Regions from separate parts of the Mus musculus genome. Here regions 1 and 3 are each linked to region 2. The links are chromatin contacts, called in public Hi-C and HiCAR-type maps. All regions are on one chromosome and are shown on one strand. The core of a region is the stretch at or near the end of the contact, and the rest is flanking DNA. Distances in the headings are between cores, read along the strand shown. Region 1 has its middle 93 kb from the start of Dpt. Region 2 overlaps Gm32652 (a long non-coding RNA gene). Region 3 overlaps 4930568G15Rik (RIKEN cDNA 4930568G15 gene).

Region 1 (3,367 bases), core at 784-3,283, 190 kb before region 2:
GGCAGAACAGGATAGGAAGAGCTATCCAAGTTCTTTGGAGCCCAGAAAATTGTGAGTCTCAGATGTTAGTTATTGAGCTATACTGCTGGATGCTGGTTTTGTTTAAATGGGATCATTTTTTTGTGTTCAGGTTCTTCCTCATTTTAGTAAAAAGGTATGCAATTTGTTTTTTTATTTTATAAGATTACACAGTTAAGAGACTTCATATATTTTGAAGAGAATTGAACTTTTAAACCATTTGAATTCATAAAGACTGGGGACTTTTAGAGTTCTATTTCATATTATAATATTAATGTTATGGGGAAAACAAGAAAGGAAAGGATATGGCTTAAAATGATGTGGTTTTGTGTCAAGTTGAGAAGGGGTAGGCTTATGGTGGCTATTCTTGGTGGTCAACTTGATATACTTAAAGAAGGAACCTCAACTGGGAAATTACTTCCATCCAGTTGGCCTATGGACATGTCTGTGGGACATTGTCTTGATGGAGGAGGGCTCTGACCATTGTGGATAGCGGCATCCTTGGGCTGGTGGTTCTGGGTTGTATAAGGAAGCAGCTCAATAATTAGCAATTCTTATAGTCTCTGTTTCAGTTCCTGCTCCCATGTTCCCAACTTGAGTTACTACCTTGGTATCCCTTAATGATAGACTGATTTAGAGGTGTAAGCCAAATAGCTCCTCTTCTCTCCACTCTCCAAGTTTCTTTAAGTCAGAATGTTGCAGCCTAGCAACAGAAAAACAAGTGATGATAATTCTTTCTACAAAGAAATTTCACATGTCATTAGTTGCTCTTAACATGCACAAGTCTGAAATACAACGTTCTTCCAAAGCCATAAGGAAGGAAATGACTTTCAGAAGAGGTAAGTGACCGTTCAAAGTCACATAGCTCTTTTAGTGGCAAGCCAGTAGTTAGTCTCTTTTTCAGCCATGTACTGGAACTCAGTGACTGATTGAGGAGTGGCAGTAAGTAGGATACTGAAGCCAGATGCCCCAGGTAAAAGCTTTTCTAGGATTCTAACTGAAGAAACTATTCTGAAGGGCATCCTACCCATCCATAGTTCTCTGAAGATTTCGCAAAGGACTGATGGAGTCTGCTAAGTCTCACCTTCAAGTGTGAATTCCGACATGTTTTATATTCATCAAATGTAATGAATAACTATCAACTAACATGAACTATAATAAGAGGAATATAATTAATAAAAACATCTTTGAAAATGTAGGTGCTATCTAAAAGTAAGCACGGCCTTTGCTATATTTCATATCAACGACAGCATAGTAACCAATAGCTTGAGGCTTCAGTTACCGTGGACATCTGACATCTGTCCATGGGCCTCCTGGGTAAATCCTAAAGGAGCTGCCTGGCATTGAATGCATTTATTTTTCTAACTAGAGAAGCTACTAACACATATAACCCTGAAGATCAACATATCAGTATCTCAGCTCCACCTCCAGTGTTGACTGCCAATCCGCTCTGAGGTTTTCATGAAATAATTTATGCATGTCAGGACCACACTTTATGATCACCCAGAGGTTTATATTTCATGAAACACTGTCTACTTTGAGCCTACTAAGAGTCCTCGCAAAATGCTGATCACAGCCTCATGCTATAGCGGTCAGGTAAGTTAGGGAGTCAAGTCTTGGTCTTACAAGAGTCAGTTTAATGAAAAAGATAAAAATTATACATGTACCTGAGCTTGTGAGTACTCATACACCTCTGTATATGGCACACACACACACACACACACACACACACACACACACACACACTTCTATGATAGAAAAAAAAGCAGCTAATGTATATTTTATATGGGAGAGTATCAGAAAACATATTGGTATTAAACTGAGAGAAGCAGTACAGACTCAAAGGTAGACCATCTAAAAGGACTTTAACTTGTATCCTTTGGTTCTAAGTTCAAGTGTTTTCTCTCACCCTTTGCTGCATGTTTTACTGTTTGCCCATTCAAAGCAGGCATGGCTAGTGTAATGTTTAACTATAGACAAATGACTTTCCCCTGTTCCAAAGGCATTTAGTAGGGGTGACAGAGACACGTGATTGCCTGAATAGCTCTAAAGTTCAAGGAACCTCCAGCTCCTGTAACAATAACCTTATGTTCCCAGGATAAACAGCTAGGGAGAGGAAGATAGCTTTCCCCACGTGTCTGGAAGTTCCTAGCTTTTCTGAACCCCACTGTGGTAAAGTCGCCAGTATTTCCTGATCCTTGTACTAGGCCTGTTCTTCAATTACCCATCAGTACTGTCTCACAACGATACCAATCAGGTCCTAGGTGATTCTGGTCTGAGCACATTACAAGGATGTGATGTATAAGTTGTAATTGTTCCAAGTGGCTCAATGTAGGTAAATGTTAGTCCATTTAGGTACAGACTTTACAAAAACTGCAGTCCCCTAACTCATAAAGATGACCTCTAACTCATAACTGAAGTGTTCCGCTGCCCAAGAATGGAGACGACCTGGTTGTCAGTGGAGATTTAGGAACTGGCTGTTCCATTCATTGTGGAGCAAAGGTGGGTGATTCTAACTCACCTGCTCCCTGATTGATTGCCCGGCTGCTGACGATTGGCTGTTTGGGTTGGGACGAAGCAGTGACCATTTTGTTTTTGTAAGCCAAAAAAAAAAAAAAAAAAAAAAACAAAAACAAAAAAACAAAACAAAAAAAAATCAACCAAAACAAAACCCACAAAACAAGCAAACAACGCATGGCACCTCTTCATGAGGTGTTTGCCTCTGTTGGTTCTGTGTCTTCTCAGCCCTGTAGCAGGAAGGAAGCAGCCTGTTAGGGTTGGTGACTTACACAGAGCCATTCTCTGGTTTCCCTTTTCTTCTGGATGCCACAGTGATAGGTAGGGGGCACACTGCAGGGGCTAGCACTGCCTGCCAGAGAAAGGGAAGCATCACGAAGTCAATGCGGGTCTAGGAACTAGGACAAAGCTTGACCTTGAACATACCCTGTTTGCTTCATCTGAGAAACACAAGTATTCAGAGGACAAGAGCCGTGAGGCCTTCCAAAGTGGCCACTCGAACGAACAACTCCAAGACCAAGAGGGAAAGGGACAAGTTGAGCGCCAGCAAGCAGTTTTTGCTAGGCATACCCAGAATGAGCCTGTTTATTCCTGGGCCTTTACATTGCCATGGCAACCAACATGGCCATGCGCTGCGTGTATTGTGTTTACTACCCTTTACAGGGCTCAGCACAGTGCTGCCGACACATAACAGAAAATCAATGAACACTGTCGAATGACCTTTGTAGCTATCTATTTATGGTGAAATCTCATTAAACCACTTCTTTCTCTACAGACAAAAGGAAAAAAAAATCAACTCAGCCTTGACACTTGGGTAAATAAGGAAAAGAGG
Region 2 (3,784 bases), core at 1,247-3,746:
CCATGACTGCCCTGCTTCTGGTGCTCTCATTTAGGTCCTTGCCAGCTTCTTACAGTCTTTGGGATAAGCCTCAAACTCCCAAGGAAGATTAACCCACAAGCAAGGGTCTGTCTGGTGTGCCTATGACTGATTTATCTCATGCTGCTATGCTTTATCCCATCTCTATCTTACCTGACACTTATTTTGTACTGCATAGCACAGTTAATGCAGGAGCATGTGCTGTCCTCTTTACTGAGTTCATCCCTCCTTCCTTGAAGAACCCCTAATTCTTCAAGGAAGAATTCAGAGTTTGATATGTGCTTTAGGGCACTTTTTGTTGGGTCAATATTTTAAAATGAGCAACAGTGAGGTCCTTTTTTAGACAGGAAATGTGAGATCTAAAGAATTAGAGTGAGAAGATGCAGTCACATCGACCTCCAAAAGGGAAGGGCATTGGATGCATTGTATGTCCTGATCTTCATGTCTGTGCCAAGCTATGTGCCATATACACATAATCTGTGTCTATGTTTGAATGTTGCAACCTGACAGTTTAAATTTATCTCATAAAAGTAAGTTAATATAAGAATACTCATTTTTGTGAATAACCATCTTGATGATAAGAAACAAAATAATCTTGTTCTGGCCACTCAAAAGGTTTGAGAAGCTTCATCGTGTAATACCAGGTTATAGGCACTCCAAAATCCTGTCTGCTGGGTGGTACTTAGGTACTAGAGTCACAAGTCATAAATTCTCTAGAATAATAATTCTGTCCCTAGTTGGGGAGAGGGGCAGGGGACGTCCTCTTGGAGACAGTGGGGAGGAGGAATGGGATGAGGAACTATGGGATGGCAGACTGGGAGGGAGGCAATGACTGGACTATGAAATTATGAAAGTATTTAAAAAATTCACATATATTTTCTGAATTGTATTTAGTACTCATCATCAAGAATATTTATTTTTTTAAAAATTCTGTCTCATCTTACTTTTTAAAAGATTTCATTTTAAAAAAAATATTGTTTTGAAAGGAATCTTTATCCATAATTCTTATAAAGCCATACAAATAAGAGTGGTAGGTTGTAGATGTAAAAGTAGATATATGAATATTTTTAATCAGTATTACTGGAGAAATAAAATATAACAAAAACATATGAACAATACACATTTTTATTTACCTGTTAAATACTGGAAGATATTCATATTTTAAAGTAAACTTTAAAACTATTTCTTCATTGAAAAAATACTTCTTTTATTTTATATATATGAACATTTTGACTGTATGTATGTCTGGATACAACTGTATGTGTCTGGTACCCAAGAAGATCAGAAGAAAGTGTCAGATTCCCTGGAAATGGAATTATAAATGGAAATAGAATTCCCTGGAAATGGAATTATAGACAGTTGTGAGCTTCTGTGTCGGTGCTGAGGTTCAAACCGAGGTCATCTGGAAGAGCAGCAGGTGCACTTAACCACGGAGTCATCTCTCCTGGCCCAATATTTTATTTATTTTTAATTCTATCTATCTATCTGTCTATCTATCCATCCATCTAACTCAATCTCTCTCTCTCTCTCTCTCTCTCTCTCTCTCTCTCTCTCTCTCTCTGTGTGTGTGTGTGTGTGTGTGTGTGTGTGTATGTGTGTGTGTGCATGCACATGTGTGTCTACACATAGTTGTAGGCACCCAAAGAGGCCAAAGGAAGGCATCAGATTCCCTAGATCTGGAGTTGCAGGCTGTTGTGAGCTGGGTGGTTGGAACAGCAAAGGTGAAGAAATCCCATGATCCTGTCTGTTATCCTCAGAAATCCCCCCAGTCTTTCATGTTCCCACTTAGCCAACCCAAAGGAGACCCTGGCCTCTGGTGGCCTAGATAGTCAAAGACAGCTATGTTCCCCATGGCTTCTCTCAGTGGCAGTCACACCTCCTGCTTAGTGGAATGGCGGGTTCCACTTTGGCCCAGTTTATTGCTAATGTGCTATTACATTAACTCTTTCATAGACTCAGTAAGCTTTCTCCTGAGCTTTTCCAGAGGTGTAGGAAAATGTGGGCCTCCACACACCGCCTCCCATAGAAGGTGTAATGAGCAATGACCAGTTTTCTGCAATATCAGTGGGGACCAAATGAGCACGGTAGAATCTGCTGTTCACTCCCGAGCTTCCGTCCTCCTGCTTTCGATCCTCCCTCTGCCCTCTGGAGCCACACCCATGCCCTGGCTCTCCACTCAGGGTCTGGCACTCTCAGGCACGCACAGCATGCCAGAGACAGCAGGAAACCCCCTCTGGCATATGGGTTCAATCCTTCATTCTTAGAATGGCTTCCAACGGCCTTCACCCTCCACCCTGTAGTGGAGAGCAAGATTGTCTCTTGGAAGGATTTTTCTGCATGTGTGAATGGAATGGAAGATGACTGATGGCTTGGTGAATTGTGCACTGAACTCTGACTTTTAGGCACTAAATATAGACAGCGCACATGCTGGACAAGCTAAATATAGTAGCAGTGTTGGCAAGAAGGGGTGAGGGAGACTCCCAGGACAGACTGGATGGAGGCTGAGCGGTAAACCCACAGCCACTCCCAGCTGTGGTTAATTTATCACCCCTGCTGGGAAGGGGTGCGCGTCAGTTTCATCCAGGCATGATTTGTTTGTCAGAGTGTTTGTTGGGAGCCATTTTTCTGTCTACAAACAAGCACGCAGCTCAGGATGCCTTTGTCTGCCTCCAGCAAGTTAGCCTTCTCCACTGGGCTACAGCTCAGTGCTGTCCCCATTGGGGGTGACTTTGGATCTCCTAGTGAGTTATTTCTAATTCCATCCCACACTGCCCCAGATCTTTCTTGTTTAGTTAGATAAGATGGCTCTAATTATTGAGGCTGAAGGTCAGAATGAGAATGGATCGCTAGGGCTGCCAAACTGTATGCCCCGAAGCGCACTTTCTGGTTCAAGAACACAACTCCTTCCCCCACCCTACCCCCTTGCCCCTCCCGCCGTCCACTCTGAAAAAAGCCACTTAGCTCTTTATCTTTGCCCAAGTTAGGGCCAACGGCTAGAGAAAGTGTCCTCTGCCCCCTGCCTCTCTCCCAGCAGCATGAGAAGACAGCATTAGGGCAGCATTAGAACTCTCTTGGAAGAAGGTTCCCTTTCAGAACGCAAAATGTCTGTCAGCCCTCTCTACCAGTACTGCCACCCCCAAGAAGCCACCGTGGACAGGGAAGGCCTGATAAGCATTCATTTACAATTTTCCCTTCATTAGCAAGAAGCCTGCTTCTCTCCTGGGGTGAGACAGAGATAGCTCATCTGCATTTTGATTGCTGTGTTAGGATAATGACAACCGAAAATAGGCTCTGAACTCCCTCTATGACCAGTTTCCATTAATTAGATTTAATTGTGTGACCCAAGCAGGGAAAAGAGATCTCCTTGCCTGTCCATGCATAAATCATATCTGATTTATCCCACTGTGTTTTCTTTTATGTCTCATCACACCTCCCAGTGCTGGAACCCAGGAGCCCGCCTGCCCTCCCCCACCCCTCCCCTCCAGCCTGCCCTCTCCCACCCCTCCCCTCCAGCCTTCCCAGTGGTGACTGAGATACTAGCCTGCCTTATCTCAAAACAAGGAAGTTTGCTCACAATGCTATCATGCCCATGAGTCTGTAAGTGACACTCTCGGTTGGCTATGGCTTGGTTTTTCTTAAAGCTAGGAGAAAACCCATCCCTAAGGGTCTTAATTGGTCTAATTCTCAGCAGTCATAACTATGGTCAAAGCAGAATGCAAAGTCACAATTTTCTGCCGATCCATGACAGAGACAGAAGATGTGAATA
Region 3 (3,438 bases), core at 785-3,284, 190 kb after region 2:
TCTTTTACATAGATTCGAGAACATGCCTTTAGCTACAACATGCTATTCCAAACTGATAAAATCCATGTTGTGGAGAGCTGTGCCACGAGCAATCGCGTGCGTGCCATGAGCAATCGCCATTCTAAGATGGCGCTGGCTTCCACTGCGCCTAATTAGTAAATAAGCCTTATGCGCAAGTGCAAGAGTGAACTCACACCTAGTCACTGCCCATCTCGCAGCGTAGTAATGGGGTGATGGGCGAGCAACGAATCAGGAGCTGTCACGCCACATCAGGTGCTGAAACGTCACGCTGCGGGCTATATAAGCAGCGCCATTTTCCCGGTTCGCGGTCTTCCCTCCTGATAAGTAAGCAATAAAAGCTTTGTCGCAGAAGATTCCGGTTGTCCTGAGTGTGTTCTTGCCAGCGGGGACAAAAGCTCGGGCAATACCATGTGAAAACTACTAAGAGGATTCAGTTCCTAGCCTAACAGGTGAGGAGACCGAAGCCCAACAGGGAAAGATACTGGCTCAAGTCACACAGCTGATACAGAGACCTCTGCTCTTCTCGGCTGCTACTTCAGAACTGGCCGGCTTGCCTTCTCAGTTTACACGGACTGCTTTAGAAAACACATCCCTTGGGGACCATGAAGCCATCCATCCCGATGCTGGGTCTGGATGATGTGTGTCACCATGACGCTGGGAACAGAGCAGATGCAATCTCCCATCTGTAGCTTCTCTGCCTGCTTCCCCTGTGGAGACTTAGAATTTAGGATTCAATTTTTAAGTGGCCCAAAAGAGCTGGGTCAGCGCTCGTTAATAAACAATGAAGTTCAATTGCGTTTAATTCTCTTCTGGTCCCTCCTGAATGCACAAAGTGCATATAACTACTTCATCGCTGGAAACAGGAAGAGCAGAGGGGTTGTGAGCAAGCTCACGTTCCCTGGAGACTCCTCAACCACAGGTCCTTTGAGAACATTGTTGGATACCTCCTGGGTTCCAGGTCAGTGCCTAGCACAGAGTGAGAAAACTCTTTGTCACCAATATTGGTCCTTTGAGCATCTGTCTTGTCCTTTCTGACCATATATGAATAAACATGAATAAAATCCAGCTTAATTTGAACACTCTTACCTCTGATGATTTCAACAACCCCAAACAGATAAGAGCTGGGGGAGGAGGGGATAAGGTGCCATGGTAACAAGTGTGTGAATTCGATGACTACAAAATAGGACAAGTCTTGGCCAGAACTTAGTGTTTTCTCTATCCGTTCATTTTCTCTCCTTCCAGAGACATCTCCCCAACATCCCATACCCAATATCTACACCTGTCTAGCTATGCCATCTCACTTTGATTCTGTAAAAGTTAGATGCTAAATCAAGTTCCTATGCTTCTCCGAACCCTCATGTCCATGTGTGTAATGATATTGACCTCATAACTGTTGGGAAATTGAATGCGATGATGAGTAAAAGGTGCCCAGCATGGTGCCAGATATTAAACGGTTCTCCGTGGCTATTAAACAGTGATTGTTTCTTCTACGGTTGTTATCCCTTAATAATGTGTTCTTTCCCTGGGGTATTTGTAGTCAGTGGAAGACAACAGACTGCTAAATTGAAGTGAGCAGCTTCCTAATAATGGGCCTTCAGACCAAAAGAACCATAGGCAGCCAAGGGTCTTCCGTGGTCTCCTTAAATCCCACTTTTAGGGTTTACAGAAGCTCCACGTCTGAATCTTCTTCCCAACGTGGATCCCATCTGCACCTCAGCCCCAGAGGCTCACATTGCTCTGCTGCCCACAAACAGGCAGTTCGTCAGGTAGTTTAGTGAGGACACACAAAGGGTCAAGCAGTAGTGAGACAGGCAGGGTAGCTTCCATTACCCAGAGCCTGGCTTCTCTAGCCCACGGTTAATTCCAGTTTTGTTGACTCTCCTTAAGAGTCCAGGATGGCCCAAGGGCAAGCAGCCCAGGGCCTCATCTGAAATTCATAAGGAAACCAGCAGAGCAGGCTCAGCCCAGCAACTGTCAGCATAAAACTGCTCCTCTCAGCTCCAGGGAAGCGATATGACTCAGCATCTATGTATGCCAAGGCTGTCTCTCCCATCCATTCCCTCCTCTCCAGCCCCACAGCTGTCTCCTCAGCCAGGGTTTGCAAAATCACTCCCCTATGCTTAGCGAATACTGAAAAGCTAATATTTACTAAGCGCTTACCGTGTGCCATACGGTACACACTTAGATTTGTTTCCTGTGATTCTTCCCCAAAACCTCATGAAAGAGACTTTTTTTGGGGGGGGGACAAAACAGACATTTTGCAGGGTGAAGGATGCTCCAAGAAATAACCATGGACCTGCATTTTTGACCTCCTGTCTTTCTGTCCTTCACCCACTGTCCTCCACTGTGTCTTTCATCGTGGACTACTAGCCAGTCTCTGCTTTGAGTCTCTTCCAAGCCAGTCAGAAACCACAAGAGTTCCTTCCTGCAACATGAATCCTAGAAAATCCTTCAAAGACTCCGTTTGATCCAAATTAAGTCAAGGCAGCCTAGCCTCGTACCCTGGACTACTCCTAGCCTTACTCCAACCGTGCTGCCAGTCCCGTCCTCTGCTTCCTGCAACCTGTTCTGTGGCAGGAAGCTGTTCAGCATGGTTCTGCGCCTGCGCCTCTGCCCTCACATCCATCATCCCTTTCTGGTGTCCCCTTTGGTTTCTTGGTAAAAGTGTCTGTTGAAGAGACTCAACTCAAATGTCAATTTCTCGGAACCCCTCCTTTGGTGGTTAATCTTGTCAATTAGATCAAGTTGAAAATGCCTTGTCACGTACCAAATCACGCTGTTAACCAATAGGCTGGAGGCCAGCTGGAGCAAAAAAAGGAGGGAATCCTGGACTGTGCTTTCTCACACCTCTGGGAACTGAGCCCCTTGGCCGTGCCACGCCTTTCCTGCATGAAGTTCTGCATCTCCACAGCCCAGAAACAGCAAAAACTCTAAAACTGGGAGCCGGAAGAAACCGCTTTTCCGCTAAGGTTTTTTTGATCATGTATCTTTTCTTTCTGCTGGGTCCAATGGCCCCCGCTTCATTGTCACTGACCATTGTTACTCTATAAAATCCTGCACCATTATGTATTGGGGAACAACCACCCCATTAACCCCATTACCAACATGCTGTTACATGTTGGTAAGCAGCCACTCTTAGACTGGAACTCTCAGGGCAGAAGCTGTAGGTCCCCCCTCCCCAACTTCATCTTTTGGTTCCCGTTTGTTGAAGGTGTTTTGCACACGTAGGTGGAGGAGGCATTTACTTGTTTATCCACAGAATCGGTTAAGCATCTTCTATGTGCCAGACCCTGCGCTAGAGCGCTGGGAAGCCAACGTGAATAAGAGTGAGACTTCCCAGAAGAGTCCTTGCCTTGGCCTTACACTTATATAATCAAGGGCTTTCTTGCTTCTTTATTGACTTCCTTCCCAGAAAAC

Evidence for each region. Hi-C and Micro-C count contacts between places; a contact is called where the count stands out from the background. HiCAR-type assays count read pairs that join an accessible place to other places.
Region 1: a contact with region 2 is called in a HiCAR-type map of kidney, with 2.5 times the contacts expected there. The contact joins two enhancer-like sites. A contact is called at or near these places in 5 of 484 Hi-C or Micro-C datasets (cerebral cortex and liver), 5 of 115 datasets of contacts at active chromatin or transcription factors (embryonic forebrain, kidney, large pre-B cells and 2 more) and 1 of 9 other capture datasets (embryonic stem cells).
Region 3: a contact with region 2 is called in a Hi-C map of muscle stem cells, with 1.9 times the contacts expected there. The contact joins two enhancer-like sites. A contact is called at or near these places in 7 of 484 Hi-C or Micro-C datasets (the N1E-115 cell line, cerebral cortex, cortical neurons and 3 more), 5 of 115 datasets of contacts at active chromatin or transcription factors (the 230-238 cell line, embryonic forebrain, forebrain and 2 more) and 1 of 9 other capture datasets (embryonic stem cells).

The regions. Positions count from the first base shown.
Region 1 is chr1:164,701,733-164,705,099 of GRCm38.p6, forward strand. No RefSeq gene overlaps it. Among named protein-coding and RNA genes, the nearest start is that of Dpt, 93 kb to the right of the region's middle. Within about 2 kb of position 2,034, at least 68 of the 459 cell types and tissues checked have an H3K27ac peak or open chromatin away from gene starts, as enhancers often do. A contact at or near this core is called in kidney, where this site is marked.
Region 2 is chr1:164,894,110-164,897,893 of GRCm38.p6, forward strand. The region is part of intron 1 of Gm32652 (a long non-coding RNA gene); the gene reads right to left. Among named protein-coding and RNA genes, the nearest start is that of Gm32652, 3.7 kb to the right of the region's middle. Within about 2 kb of position 2,497, at least 41 of the 459 cell types and tissues checked have an H3K27ac peak or open chromatin away from gene starts, as enhancers often do. A contact at or near this core is called in kidney and muscle stem cells, where this site is marked.
Region 3 is chr1:165,082,352-165,085,789 of GRCm38.p6, forward strand. The region is part of intron 1 of 4930568G15Rik (RIKEN cDNA 4930568G15 gene); the gene reads right to left. Among named protein-coding and RNA genes, the nearest start is that of 4930568G15Rik, 7.9 kb to the right of the region's middle. Within about 2 kb of position 2,035, at least 100 of the 459 cell types and tissues checked have an H3K27ac peak or open chromatin away from gene starts, as enhancers often do. A contact at or near this core is called in muscle stem cells, where this site is marked.